Linked DNA regions of Sus scrofa: all the other regions are linked to region 2. A link is a contact called in public HiChIP or PLAC-seq data. All regions are on one chromosome and are shown on one strand. Each heading gives the region's core, a stretch centred on a gene start, on an enhancer-like site or on the middle of the called end of the contact. The rest is flanking DNA. Distances are from core to core; before and after follow the strand shown.

Region 1 (4,776 bases), core at 2,019-4,518, 690 kb after region 2:
TTAGTTTGTCTAATAGCCAACCCTGTACTATGTCCCCAGATATTATATGAAACATTTGTTGCTTTATTTTATTTATTTTTATTTATTTATTTATTTTTTATTTTGGCCTCAACCACAGCATGTGAAAGAAAGTTCCTGGGCCAGGGATTGAACCCAAGCCACAGCAGTGACAACACCAAATCCTTAACTGGTAGGCCACCAGGGAATGCCTTCATTGCCTTATTTTAAATCTCTGTTAATTTATGACTTGATACTATATTGATATTTTAAAATAAAATAAAATTTGCAAATTTTCAAGGCTTACAATTTTCTCCTATTATGGGTAGTATAACATAATATTTAAGGAAACCAACATCGTTGCCAGGTAAATCTGAGTGTGAATACCACCTATGAAATGTTTGAACACAAGAGACTATTTTACCTCTACATTCAGTGTGCTCTACTCTAAAATGGGTACAACAATAGGTAAGATTCAATACACCAACCAAAGGTACCACATAATGGTTAAGGCTCATGGAATCTGAGAGTTAAATAAGGTCTTTAAATGAGCAAATACAACTTTTTAATCATAGTTGCAGAGATCATGCCTTTTTATGTAGACTTTAAAAATGAAAAACCTGGGCAATAATGCTAAGGGAAGCTTAAATGTGCAACCAGGACATCAGATGTGAGGAGTGTTTAGAAGGCCTTAAAAAAAAATGTTTAAGCTACTTAGCCTGCACTGCTCCCCAAACATGTGGAGACTAATCCTATTTCTGAAGACCTTGTCTACATAGGAGTTCTTTAAATTCACACACATTTAAGCAGTGTGCCTAATTTGGCATACTGCACTTTTTTTCCAAGTCCTATTTATGATCATAGTTAATGATTCCAGATCTTGGTTACTGCATCTTCACTTGCGCCAGGCACAGGACATGGAGGTATACATGTAACATCTCAGACAACTTGAAGAAAAACACCTGACCTGCTTACTATTATTTTCCCCATTTTACATATGAAGACAATGAGGTTCAGAAAGAAAAGCAATACACACAAGATCACAAAGAAAACAAGTGATTTCAGATAATACCAAACAAATACAATGCTATTTTTGCAGGACAGTGGAGATTTGTAGTATCAGTTCTAAGTGGATGATTATTCCCATCAACAAAATGTGAATCATTAGTCTCCCTTGAAACAAAACTAACAGCCCCTTAACTTACCCTATGGCAAAGGATATTCAGTAACATATCTAGAAGAAAGATAACTAAATGTCACTAGGAACAATTTAAAAAATCATAATAGCAGTAGTAGTGATGACAATGGTGGTGGTAGTGTGAGACAGCAAGAGGAATTAAGGAAAATAAAGAACTGGTAGTTCCTGAGACTTCTTCCAAGTGATTTGGTGGAATCCCCTTTACTTGAGATCTTCTAAGGAAGAAAAATAAATATAAAATGTAGATTTTCATCTCTCAGGAAAGGCAGCTGGAATATTCCACCAGACAGTGAGATCTCACAGGCTATACAAGCATAGGAGTAAACCACGTTCTCTAATGTGTTTCCCAGTTTTGGCAAGTATACAGATGTTTCATGGATGTGGTCATCAAAAAGTCATTGTTAGTATGAGGCCAGAATCCTGTGACTACTGCAGCTCTGGTAACAAATCTCCATCAGGACAAAACCTCAGTTTATAGACAATGATTGGTTTACGATTACTGAGTTCATCTTGACATGAGTTTAGAAGCTATTTTTTAATATTGGCTTTAAAGCAAAGTCCTACTTTAATAAACAAAGGCTAAAACCTGAAGCTCCCCAAAGATTCTCCCAGCATCCTCAGATTCCTGAGCCTATGATGCAATTATAACACACTCATTCAATAAACACTGAATATCTGCTGATGATCTGCCTTGTACTATGCTCTGTGCAGTGAGAGGTGCCAGTAAGTGACGATATGATCCCCTGGTCTAAGAGGAAATTTAACATCATACACTTGGAGACACATGTTACTTATTGCCAACCTTCTCTGGAGTCCCTGAGCCAAGTGGACCCTCCAAAGCCTCAGAGGGTCTTATTGCTGATACTCGCAGGTGGTAACCACAAGTCTCAAATATTTTTCAGTCACCAGCTCTCCAACCCCAATCCATTTGTATCAGCTCCCATTCCAGTAGGTACAAAACTGTCATTTAGAATTTTCTCCATGAATTTCTCATTTCAAAGTTGTTGATCTACCTAGAACCACAATCCAGCTTTTTCTAGTGGGCCATAGGGTAACTAGTGCTTTTGCACACTTCCAAGTAGGGAAGAAAAAAGCAGAAAAGGACAGTAGAATAGCTAGGCCACTTTGCCTATATCCCAGAACTACAGAATCTACCTCAGGCTGTTCATGGCCCTAGTCTGAGCGTCAAGTGAAGGCTGCCCTGTACTCTGCAAACACACCAGTCTTCCTCCTCTTCACAACCTTTGCACTGCTATTCCCCTCCACCTGGAGTGCCCTTCCCTCATGGCTGTGACATTCCCTCACCCTCTGCCCAAACATCACCACTCAAACATCACCTTATCAGAAATGTCTCCTCTGACCACCCTATCTAAAAGATTAAACCTCCCCAGCATCCTTTCTCTTCTAACATAATTTATTATTTTATCAATTATTACCACCAAAAGAAACCCACAAACGAATTTTTTGTATTGTCTGTCTTCTCCCACTAAAAGTAACCTCCTGAACAATTGGAGCATCATGTGCTTCTTGTTTATTGATGATTGCCCAGTTCTTGGCCTTTAGGAAGCACTTAACCAGAATATGTTGTGTTAAATTCCACCCCCAAAAGTATAAAACAAATCAAGCTGCTTATAAGCCAGAAGTCAATTGTCTGAGTAGAAGAGCAAACATATTTCTAGAAGTTGTCTCTGCCTCCAGACTCTCCAGGTATTTTCCCTCTTTCTGGGCATCTTATACCTTGTTCCCCATAGGCAGAGCCTCAGGAAGAACTGAGAGAAAACATTTTAAAGGCTAAGATGTAGACCCTCAAATCCAAGTTCATGGTTAGACTTGTGGTAAATTCACAGACAGGCACTAAGTGACTGTTGACTCCATCACAATCCAAAGTTTGATCATAACTTAGAAATGGGAGATTAAGGGAAAGCCAAGTAGCCAGGACGCTCGATCTCTTTGACCACAACCCATTTTGAAAGTTGAATGTTTCATGGAATCTGGCTTCCTCATTCTCAATGTGCAAGGGCACAGAGAGGTTAAATGATTTGCCCAACATCTACAGTGTATCAGCAGAAGTACTGAGCTTGGAAACCACTAGGTTTCCATACTTCCTGCTTACAAACACTCAGAAACAGTATCTGCAGTGGCACAGAAGAGTAAGTTCAAGCCCTAGTGGTGTAAGACCGAAAAAGGAATCTCTCTCACTCTCTCACCCTTTCTCTCCCACACATACACACACCTCTCTCCCACACAGATACACAACTCTCTCTCTTTCTTGCAGACACACACACACACACACACACACACACACGCATACACTGACCCCAACATACTATGGAATGGAATGGATGTAGAGTTGCTCTTCCCAAGTTTCCTATAACGAAGGCTAAATTTACAGTTGGAAAAGAAAAGCACATCTTTTCGGCTCTTTCCAGCCAGGAATGCCACCAGGGAGCTGGAAGGGACTACATCTCCTGCTCTTCAAATTCCCATAGTCCTAAGACAACCCTGATGATTATACAATTTTCTGTGCTTCACTTCCCCAAGGAAGAATTGTCCCTTAAGAAACCTGCTCCATCAATAATAAAGAAATGATTTGAGGTTACCTTTATAACATTGTGTAGTTCTTCTCCTCGGATAGTAAAGTTTAGCATTCAACATTCAACAAAGAGAAGAATGAAACAAACAACAGATAGAAAAGACTTGGAAACAACCAAGGAAAGGTAGACAAGTTATATAATTTCTACCTCTTCCTTCTTTTTTTTCTCTTCCTTTCATGACTTTGTTAACCCCTTATTAGTAGTTCTTCTTCAATAACCTCCCCATCACCTATTCAGTATCTTCTGATTTCAATATAATATACAAATCTGACAGCTTAATTCTTTAGTTGATATTGTTGGGTCTTTTATACCCAATTAAAGTCAGTCCTTCTTACTGTGGTAGTCAAGGGTCCCCAAAATCTGCTCTCATTCCATTGCCATGTCTACATTTTTGTTCTGTTTTGTTTTGTTTTTGTACACAAGTGGAGGAAGCTATTTATTGGCATTTGCTACTAAACATTCTGCAATGTCCAAGACAGCCCCTACAACCAAAAATTATCCAGCCCATGTCAAGAGTGCAGAAGTTAACTTAGTGTCTACTCTTTTGTTTTTTTCCCAGTCAGTGCTTTAATAGATGGCTTGGAGTCCCCTAGATGTGGCTCATGTGTTCAAATCTTCAAGCTCCATATGATAGGATAAGAAATATGCTTTTGGTCTTTCCTCTTGCTCCTGGCATGGGGCTTGAAAACCTCTTGAGGAATTTTCCAAGGAGGAGAGAGATAAAGCCGTCTTTTGTTATGTTAATGAGGTGAATTTTAGAAAAGACCTAAAGTCTTGTTGCCAGGGAACCCAGCCTTGTGATTAGAGGACTGGAAATTTCATCCCACCCCACTGACCTCTGGAGAGGTTGGGGAAAGCAGGGTAGGGGTCAGGGGCTCATTGGGGATTGGCTGGTCGTCAAATCAATAGTCAATGGCCAATGATTTAATCAGCCATGACTATGTAATGAAACCTTTATAAAAACCCAAAATGGATGGGATTCAGAGA
Region 2 (4,481 bases), core at 1,714-4,213:
TGCATCTGCGACCTACGCTGCAGCTTGAGGCAATGCCAGATCCTTAACCTATTGAGCAAGGCTGGGGATGAAAAACCTGCGTCCTCGCAGACACTGTGTTGGGTTCTTCATCTCTGAGCCACAACGGGAGCTCCTATAGGCTGCCTTGGAGTTGGGCATGACTTGCCTCAGCTCTGCCACTTCCGTATGACCCTATCATGTAGGATGCTCTCAGCAACAAGGAATGAAAATGCCAACTCAACCTTCATTAACTCAGAAAGTCCAGAGAGAGGGCGGTTCCCAAAGTGGTTGTGGCTCCTGATAGTTACTTCTCACACTTGGGACACTCTTGTGAGTCTGCTGACTTGAAGATGTTCTGAAGCTGCAGTGACTTTGCTCCCAGAGGTCTTCATGGAAGCTCTCTGGAAATAAGATCTTCCCACAGGGTTTCCAGCCTGGGCTTGGAGGGTCCTCATTACTTGATGCTTCAGCCCTCGTCCTGGCTGGGGTGGGAGGAACCCAACACAGCCTTATGCTTGATCTGGATTGTTCCACAGGACACCCAAGCCTTGCTGCCTGGTCCTGCTCTCTCTGCCAGAGTCCACCCTTGGGGAGGGCCTCCCCGGAGTCCAGTTATTTGCTTTATCCCTCAAGTCTGACCCCCAAGGGCATACCAGTCCATCCAAGTCATTCATCTGAATATGCCTTTTTTTTTTTTTTTTTTTTTCCAGGGCTGCACCCACAACATATGGAAGTTCCTGGGCTGGGGTCAAAATGGAGCGGCAGCTGCCGGCCTACGCCACAGTCATAGCAATGCAGGATCTGAGCCTCATCGGTGACCCACACCACAGCTCATGGTAACACTGGATCCTTAACCACATTGAGCAAGGCCAGGGATCAAACCCCCATCCTCATGGATACTAGTTAGGCTTCTTACTGCTGAGCCAAAGTGGGAACTCCTGAATACGCCTTTTGACATTTCCTTCTACAAATGTCAGCTGCCAACTCTGTGCCAGGCACCATCTGAGGCCCTGGGAACACAGCAGTGAACAGGATGGCCAGTGCTCTGCTTCCATGAAGCTCACAGCTTGTGGGGTGACACGAGGCAGGAAATAAGCAAACCAGAGTAAATCGTGCCTGACAGCATAAGAAGAAACAGAGGATGGTGAGATGGCAAAAGCTTGGGGTGGGTGGCTGCTTCTGAGAGGGCATCAGGGAAGGCCTGAGGGGAGATGGTTGAGCTGAGACCTGAACGAGAAGAGTGACCCACCTATCTAGAGAGCCAGGGAAGAATGTTCCAGACAGACTGTAGGAAAGGCCTCTGAGGTAAGAACAGACTCAGGCTGTGGGAAGAAGAGACAGAAGGCGAATGGGCTAGAGTATAGGGGTCAGGCGCCAAGCTTGTTCCAAGGGTACATGTGGGGTGTAACTCATCTCAGGACATAAATGGACACCTGTGTTCAAGACTCATAAAAGGTGATGGGACAGCTGAGAAATTTCCCAGGTGTTCTGTGCCAGGAGCCTTGCCTTCCCAGAACATGTGAGACTCTCTCAGGAACAATGTTACCTAACTACCTGCCCACCTAAACATCTCACCTTCCATCTTTCAGTGTCACTCTGGGTCTAGTTCATTAGAAATCAATTGTCCTTTGCAGTCCTTTATATATGAATCTCTATCCCCATGACAGTACGAGAGACTTTCCCCCTGCTGAGAACTGACTTACATCCTCAGGTGACAAGAGCTGGTGGCACAACATGTCTGTATATCCCTGGATGGGGCACAACACAGCAGATACTCCCAGCCAACGCCTTCTTTCCTGAGTTGAAGATCTTCTGCAACCTGTGACTTTATTTTTGCTATCATTTTGTGCACTCAAGATGACTAGCCTGTATTCCCGGTGAAGAGACTGGATCCATGACCTGGGCTCACCACAGTGAGAAGGAAGAGAGGATTTGCCACTATTCCCCAAATGTCAGGTGGTTGACATGATGTCTGCAGCTTTGTAGCCAAAACTTGGGGGCAAATCTCTCTCGTTCTGATGGTGACGAGGCCTATGATCCCTCTTATGTGAGAGCTTGTCATATAGTTGAACTATTAACTTATTTATGAATGCACCCAAGCTGAAATGGGGGAAGCTGGTAGGACATGTAAAGGTGCCCACGTATTGGGTATTTTGAGTAGGTGCAGAGTTTTCTAGGGATGTTTCACAAAGTAGATCAGGAGCAAGGAGAGAATTATGTGACTTAAATAATAGAAGCCACATCTACCTGTAATCAGCAATTGGAGACTCCGCAGGGTCAAATAACCTTGTCCCTTGCTAGCAATAAGCAGCAGTAGAGTCCTCTGCCAGTCTTTGTTCTTAGAGTTAAGTGTGCATGTGATTAGAGACACTGACAATTCTGGTCACTGCAGTGGTGCTCTTTGAGGGCAGATCTGAGAGGAAAGCCCCCTCCTAGGCTTAGCTGTAGGCCAACACCCTTAAGCAGAAACGCAGGGGGCATATGTTCCCTGTAAGAGCTGCCAGAGTAATTCAGGTCTGGGGTGGGCTGGGGGGGCCCTTTAGAGTAAGACTTGTCTTCCAAGCCACAGAGCTATCGTCTGGAGCTAGTTAGCTGCTGATCAGTTTCCTTCCTGCTATCAACTGGTTTTGTATCACTCAGGGCTATTGTCAGTGACTTAGCCCTGGAGAGGCATATAGAAAAGATAAAATGAGGAATGTTTTGGCATCACCACCAAAACAGCTTCCCCACCAGCAAGTTTGAAGTGTCAGAGGAAGATGTGACCACCACTGGTGTTTTGGGTTTTGTGGCATGAGTAGTAAGAGCCCTTTAAATGAGGGGTACTGAACACCCCTCCCCAGCAGTCTGGCTGGCCAGACTGTAGGGCTGTGAGGTGGACTGTGTGTGCAGGAAGGATGCTAGTTGTCAGGGCCTGGCTCCCAGACACGGCCTCTAGAGCAGAGGAAGGCAAGATGAACCTGAGGTGCTATTGGCCAAATGCAAGCCAGTGCTTGTTGGACCAGGCTGATGCCTCCTTTCCTGGTTTATTCATTACCTTCATCTTTCATGCCCTGGCTTTGGAAGCCGTACACTCTGCTGGATGCACAGCTGTGCAGTGTGCCCCTGGGTTCCAGCCAGCCCAGTAAGGCCCAGGGATGGAGGTCGGGCTGATCAGGAGGCTGGTCTGCCTGGGGCTCTGCTGGGGGCTGTGGCCTCCCGGCTGAGAGCTAACCACTGTGCTGACTCACCATGACTGTGGTTGAGAAACAAACCAGCAAGTCAGTGGCTCCCATGAGCTCAGGAGCCGTGAAATATAGGCCAGGGAGCCTCAGCCGGAAGGGGCTTCAGTTAGTAAGAAACCAACGTTTTTGCCTTCTCGCCATATTCTGATGTGGAGTTACAAAGGGCCCTGGAGGACCCTGGGCATTTCCCTCTCTTGTCCCTTGGGGGACCGTGAAACCACATCAGGAAATAGGCGAAAGGGTGGGAACAGCATTTGTGTCCAGGCCTTTCTTGGTCTTTCTGCTGTGGCCAAACCTGCTAGGCTCTTTAGCTTCCCTGAGAATTGCAATGACCTCTTCAGAGACCTTGAGCACACTCCAGACCAGGGTGAGTGCTGGTGAGCCAAGGGAGTGAGAGGATGGTGCATGAGTGGATGGTGGGTAGAGTTCATATTGGATTTTGTGTAAATGGTGCTCCCTGAACTACTGCAAAGGACAGATGTCCCTGTGTGCCGCCCCTCCCCTCCACTTCCCACCGCAGCCTAACGCCCCTGATAATGGCATTTTAAACCAGCAGGTAGCCCTGGTCCTGCTATAAAGTAATTCTCGTTGACTGTATAATGGTGTGGAAGACACAATGACAGGTCTCCAAAGATGTTCACATCCTGATCCCCAGATCCTGCACATATGTTACCTTACTCAGCAGGTGTGGTTAGCACATTGGACCTTGTGCTGGAGAGGTTATTCTGGATTATCGAGTGGACTATTCTAACCATGCGAGTCTGTAAAAGCAGGAGACCTTCCCTGGGAGTGCCCAGAGAGAGAAACGTGAGCGTGGAGAAGGCCAAAGAGAAGCTGTGAGAAGGATTTGATGCCTCGCTGGTGCTGAGATACAAGGGGAGGCATGAATGACCAGCAAGAGCCCTCTGAGAGCTCAGGGAGACCTGAGCTGACAGCTGGCAAGGAAATGAGGACCTCAGTCCCACACCCCCCAGAAACTGCCGACACCTGGACCAGCAAAGAAATGGACTCTCCCTCAGAACCTCCACAAAGGAACGCAACCATGCTGACACCTCGATTGCCCCATGAGCTTTGTGGGATCTGGCCCACAGAACTCGGACCAAAAAAAATCTGTGTTTGAAGCTGCTAAAGTTATGGTAATTTATTATGGCAGGAGCGGAAAACTAACACAAATGGCTACAAAGTGTAATGCATTTAATTAATTTATTTATTGTCTTTTTTAGGGCCACACCCACAGCATTTGGAAATTCCCAGGCTAGG
Region 3 (4,770 bases), core at 188-2,687, 700 kb before region 2:
TGGGAATATCCTCCTGGAGCCTTTTCAGGAATACTGTATCCAATGTGGTGGGAAGAGGTTTCTAAAAAAAAAGTCTTTTGATTCTAATTTTGACCAAGATGCCGTAATAGAATAGATCCTGGTTCTTGTTGCCAAGATTAACTCTACAGGAAAACTTAAGAAAACTAGAGGGAAAAGGGTTGTATTTGACTGGTGAATGGAGGTGGGCCGGGAATTGGTCCTGGGGCAGAAGGCAGCCCAGCAAAGGGAGATAAGGGTAATATAGCAAAGGAAATAGGGGAGGTTGTCCCATGTAAATCATATTAAAACTGCAAGGGCAACATAATTTGTCAGTTTAAAAAAAAAAAAAAAGGACTACCCTAAAGAAATGTATAGAAATTTACTTCGAAATATTTAAAGGCAACATGAATGAAAGAACAGAAATACCACGATCTTGGATGGGAAGCCTTAATATTATAAATATATCAATGGTCTCCAAATGATTAGTGGAATCAATTTAATTTTAATCAAATTCCCCAAAATATTTTTCATGGAATTGAATAAAACTATACTAACATATATAGGATATGGGAGAGTAAAAGGTCAAAAATAACCTGGACAATTTTAAAGAAGAGCAAAGGGTGAGAAACATGCCCTTTGAGATATCAAGACTTAATATGACTGGGACTTTGGGGTTAGTAGATGCAAACTATTACATTTAGAATGGATAAACAATGAGGCCCACTGTATAGCATGGGAACTATATCAGTCTCTTGGACTAGCCCATGATGGAAGATAGTACAAGAAAGAGAATATATATATAAAACTGGGTCACTTTGCTGTACAGCAGAAATTGGCACAACATTTTAAATCAACTATACTCTAATAAAAAAAGAAAGAAAAATAAAATATCTAATAAAAAAAGACATAGGAATAGGAAAATCAACCAGTGGAATAGAACAAAAAATTCAGAAACAGTGCACATATAGAAACTTAATATATAATTATGATTGTATGTCAGAGGGGAAATGAATGATTGATTGTTCAACAAATACAGTGGGGGGAAATGGTTATCCAGAAGAGGAAAAAAATAAGATTACATCACTACTATACTGTATAACAGAAAGCAATCCCAGATGTGTTAAGGATTTAAATGTTGATTTAAAAGAAAAAAACTTACAAAATTCAGCATTAGTCATCTACTGCCACATAACAAATTACCCCCAAATTTAGTGCCTTCAAACAACAAACATTTATCAACTCACATTTTCTGTGCATCAGAAATCTGTGAGCTACTTAGCTGTTAGACCCTTTCTAACAGGATCTGTTATGAGGTTGCAGTTGAGATGCTGGCTGAAATGACATTCAATAGAAGGCTTGGCTGAGACTAGAGGATCCATTTCCAAGGAAGCTGACTCACACAGCTGATTGTCAGCAGGAGGTCTCAGTTCCTCATCACATGGACCTCTCCATCAGGCTGCCTGTATGTCCTCACCATCTGACAGCTGGCTTCCTCCTGAGAGTAAGGAGGAAGCTGCAACAATTTTAGTACATAGTCTAGAAAATCACACACTGTCACATCCACTATATTCTTTAGAAGTAAGTCATTAAGTCTAGTCCATGCTCCAGTGGAGAGGAATCCCTTCAAGGGGGGAGTATCAAAGAAATTTCAGACATATTTTTAAACTACCATAAGCTCTTAATAGAAAATAGTATCTTTTAGGCCTTGAGTATAGGGAATGATTCTTTAATCAAGACACAAAAAGTAATGATTCTTATTAAAGGAAAGGTTGATAAATCAGACTTTATTAAAAATAACTTTTGTTCTTTAACACCTTGGAGCAAGTGAAAGTTATAGAGGGAAGATATTCAAATACACACAATGGAAAATGATTGATAGCCAGAACATACGAAGAACTCCTACAAATCAATGAGAAAATCCCAAAAACATAGTAGATTAATGGGCAAAAGGAAATACACAAAATGACTAAGCCTATGAACAGATGTTCAGCATCATCGTTCAACAGGGAAATGCAAGCCAAGACCACAATGAGATATAACTTTGTACCCATTTGACCGGCAAAACTAAAAATCTGATGATATCAAATGTTGGAGAGGATATGGATCCTCAGAAACATACACCGTGCTGGTGGAGTATAAATTGGTGCAACTGCTTTGGAAAACAATGTTCCAAAACAAAAATAAAAACAAGATAATTTCACTTAGTAACAAATGCTAAAAGAAAATTAAACATGGTAATGGAAGAAAGAACGGCTGGGGCAGGCCAGCATATGGGAAAAGACTGCCTTTATAAGAGGTTGTTGGGATGGAGATTTCTTGATAGAAGGAGTCAGACATGCATTTAGGTATGACTATTTTGTTCCACTTTTTCTAACCTCTCATTAACTTTTTCTTGACTCTTTCCAGGATTTTTCGATATTTCTTTTTCACCACACTGTTTTTCATCAGACTGCTGGGCTACTTGTTTTTCCATATAAGTTTTATAAATCCAGATCTCTTTGTCAATATACTGCCCAAGATACTGAGCAGGAACATCTTGTGGAAACTAAGATGCTTCCTCTTTCCATCTCTCACGCTTGAGACAGAGGATGTGTTACCCCACTGACCCCAAGAACCATCCTTGAGCAAAAGAAGGCAAGTGGTATCTGAGTCTGCAAACTAGGAGACAGCAGAACTTGGGGAGGGAAGAGGTTTTCTTCAGTTTTCCTCGAGGTTTGCCTACTTGATTACCTTCCCTCCTTGTGTTATCTTTCCAAGATTGACCTTGCCCAATAAAGAGCTCTGTCAAGGGAAATCTGTGGCTAAATGGATAAGCTAAATAGTACCATAGTGAACAAATGATGTATTTTTGGAATAACATCGTAGAGGCTCAGCAAAGTTAGAGTTGATCAATTCTTCTAGTGAATCCTAAAAATCTAAGATACTGGATCCCTGCAAAGCAGAAGATTGCTCACTACCTATATTAGAATTCTTTGGGAGTTCTTGTTGTGGCTCAGCAGTAACAAACCCAACTAGTATCCATGATGACTCGGGTTTGATCCCTGGCCTCGATCAGTGGGTTAAAGATCTGGCATTGCCATGAGCTGCAGTGTAGGTCACAGATGAGGCTCAGATCTGGCGTTCATGTGCCTGTGGCATAGGCCAGCAGCTACAGCTCCAATTTTACCCCTAGCCTGGGAACTTCCATATGCCTTGGGTATGGCCCTAAAAAAAAAAAAAAAAAAACCTCTTTGGTTGCAAGTTACCTTAGCTTAATCCAATTTATAATTTTATAGCATACAAAAATGTACTGCTTCATCAAACTAAAAATCTGGAGTTTCAGGAAGAGCTGGATCCTGAAGCCTTAAAGCAATGTCACTGGAGTTTTATCTCTCTCTCTCTCTTCTCCTTGGAAAGGCACTTTCCTTTTAGTGGGAAGATGCTGCCAACAACCTAAATTTTATACCAGATTAGCAATCTTAGCAGAATGAAATAGTCTTTTCTAATAGCTCCAGCATGAGAGTTCAGATAAACTGACTGAGCTGCGGTCAGTTGTCTATCCCATCCCACAATCAATGTGGCTAAAGGGACAGGAATACTCTGATCAAGCATGGATCCATGTCTGACCTTTTGTAAGGGACAGGGGAGGTAAGGAGATAAGAAAAAGATAAGACCCTGACACCTATGGTCAATTAATCTTTGACAAGGGAGGCAAGAACATAAAATGGGAAAAAAGAAAGTCTATTCAGCAAGCATTGCTGGGAAACCTGGACAGCTGCATGCAAAGCAATGAAACTAGAACACACCCTCACACCATGCACAAAAATAAACTCCAAATGGCTGAAAGACTTAAATATACGACAGGACACCATCAAACTCCTAGAAGAAAACATAGGCAAAACACTCTCTGACATCAACATCATGAATATTTTCTCAGGTCAGTCTCCCAAAGCAATAGAAATTAGAGCAAAAATAAACCCATGGGACCTCATCAAACTGTAGAGCTTTTGCACAGCAAAAGAAACCAAAAAGAAAACAAAAAGACAGCTTTCAGAATGGGAGAAAATAGTTTCAAATGATACAACTGACAAGGGCTTAATCTCTAGAATATATAAACAACTTATATAACCCAAAAGCAAAAAAGCCAATCAATCAATGGAAAAATGGGCAAAAGACCTGAATAGACATTTCTCCAAAGACGATATACAGATGGCCAACAAACACATGAAAAAATGCTCAACATTGCTGATTATAAGAGAAATGCAAATCAAAACTACCATGAGATACCACCTCACACCAGTCAGAATGGCCATCATTAATAAATCCACAAATAACAAGTGCTGGAGGGGCTGTGGAGAAAAGGGAACCCTCCTCCACTGTTGGTGGGAATGTAAACTGGTACAGCCACTATGGAGAACAGTTTGGAGATTCCTTAGAAATCTATACATAGAATTTCCATATGACCCCACAATCCCACTCTTGGGCATCTATCCAGACAAAACTATACTTAAAAGAGACACATGCACCCGCATGTTCATTGCAGCACTATTCACAATAGCCAGGACATGGAAACAACCCAAATGTCCATCGACAGATGATTGGATTCGGAAGAGGTGGTATATATACACAATGGAATACTACTCAGCCATAAAAAAGGATGACATAATGCCATTTGCAGCAACATGGATGGAACTAGAGAATCTCATACTGAGTGAAATGAGCCAGAAATACAAAGACAAATACCATATGATTATCACTTATAACTGGAATCTAATATCCAGCACAAATGAA

Evidence for each region. HiChIP or PLAC-seq counts read pairs in DNA pulled down with a chosen protein or histone mark.
Region 1: an H3K27ac HiChIP or PLAC-seq map of alveolar macrophages shows a contact between it and region 2. The contact joins two enhancer-like sites. A contact is called at or near these places in 2 of 47 Hi-C or Micro-C datasets (both in embryonic fibroblasts) and 1 of 2 datasets of contacts at active chromatin or transcription factors (alveolar macrophages).
Region 3: an H3K27ac HiChIP or PLAC-seq map of alveolar macrophages shows a contact between it and region 2. The contact joins two enhancer-like sites. A contact is called at or near these places in 4 of 47 Hi-C or Micro-C datasets (embryonic fibroblasts, liver, omental adipose tissue and 1 more) and 1 of 2 datasets of contacts at active chromatin or transcription factors (alveolar macrophages).

What each region holds. Positions count from the first base shown.
Region 1 is chr1:131,902,098-131,906,873 of Sscrofa11.1, reverse strand. No RefSeq gene overlaps it. Among named protein-coding and RNA genes, the nearest start is that of THBS1, 160 kb to the right of the region's middle. Within about 2 kb of position 3,268, at least 4 of the 83 cell types and tissues checked have an H3K27ac peak or open chromatin away from gene starts, as enhancers often do. A contact at or near this core is called in alveolar macrophages, where this site is marked.
Region 2 is chr1:132,588,088-132,592,568 of Sscrofa11.1, reverse strand. No RefSeq gene overlaps it. Among named protein-coding and RNA genes, the nearest start is that of RASGRP1, 110 kb to the left of the region's middle. Within about 2 kb of position 2,963, at least 16 of the 83 cell types and tissues checked have an H3K27ac peak or open chromatin away from gene starts, as enhancers often do. A contact at or near this core is called in alveolar macrophages and embryonic fibroblasts, where this site is marked.
Region 3 is chr1:133,283,873-133,288,642 of Sscrofa11.1, reverse strand. No RefSeq gene overlaps it. Among named protein-coding and RNA genes, the nearest start is that of TMCO5A, 97 kb to the left of the region's middle. Within about 2 kb of position 1,437, at least 8 of the 83 cell types and tissues checked have an H3K27ac peak or open chromatin away from gene starts, as enhancers often do. A contact at or near this core is called in alveolar macrophages and embryonic fibroblasts, where this site is marked.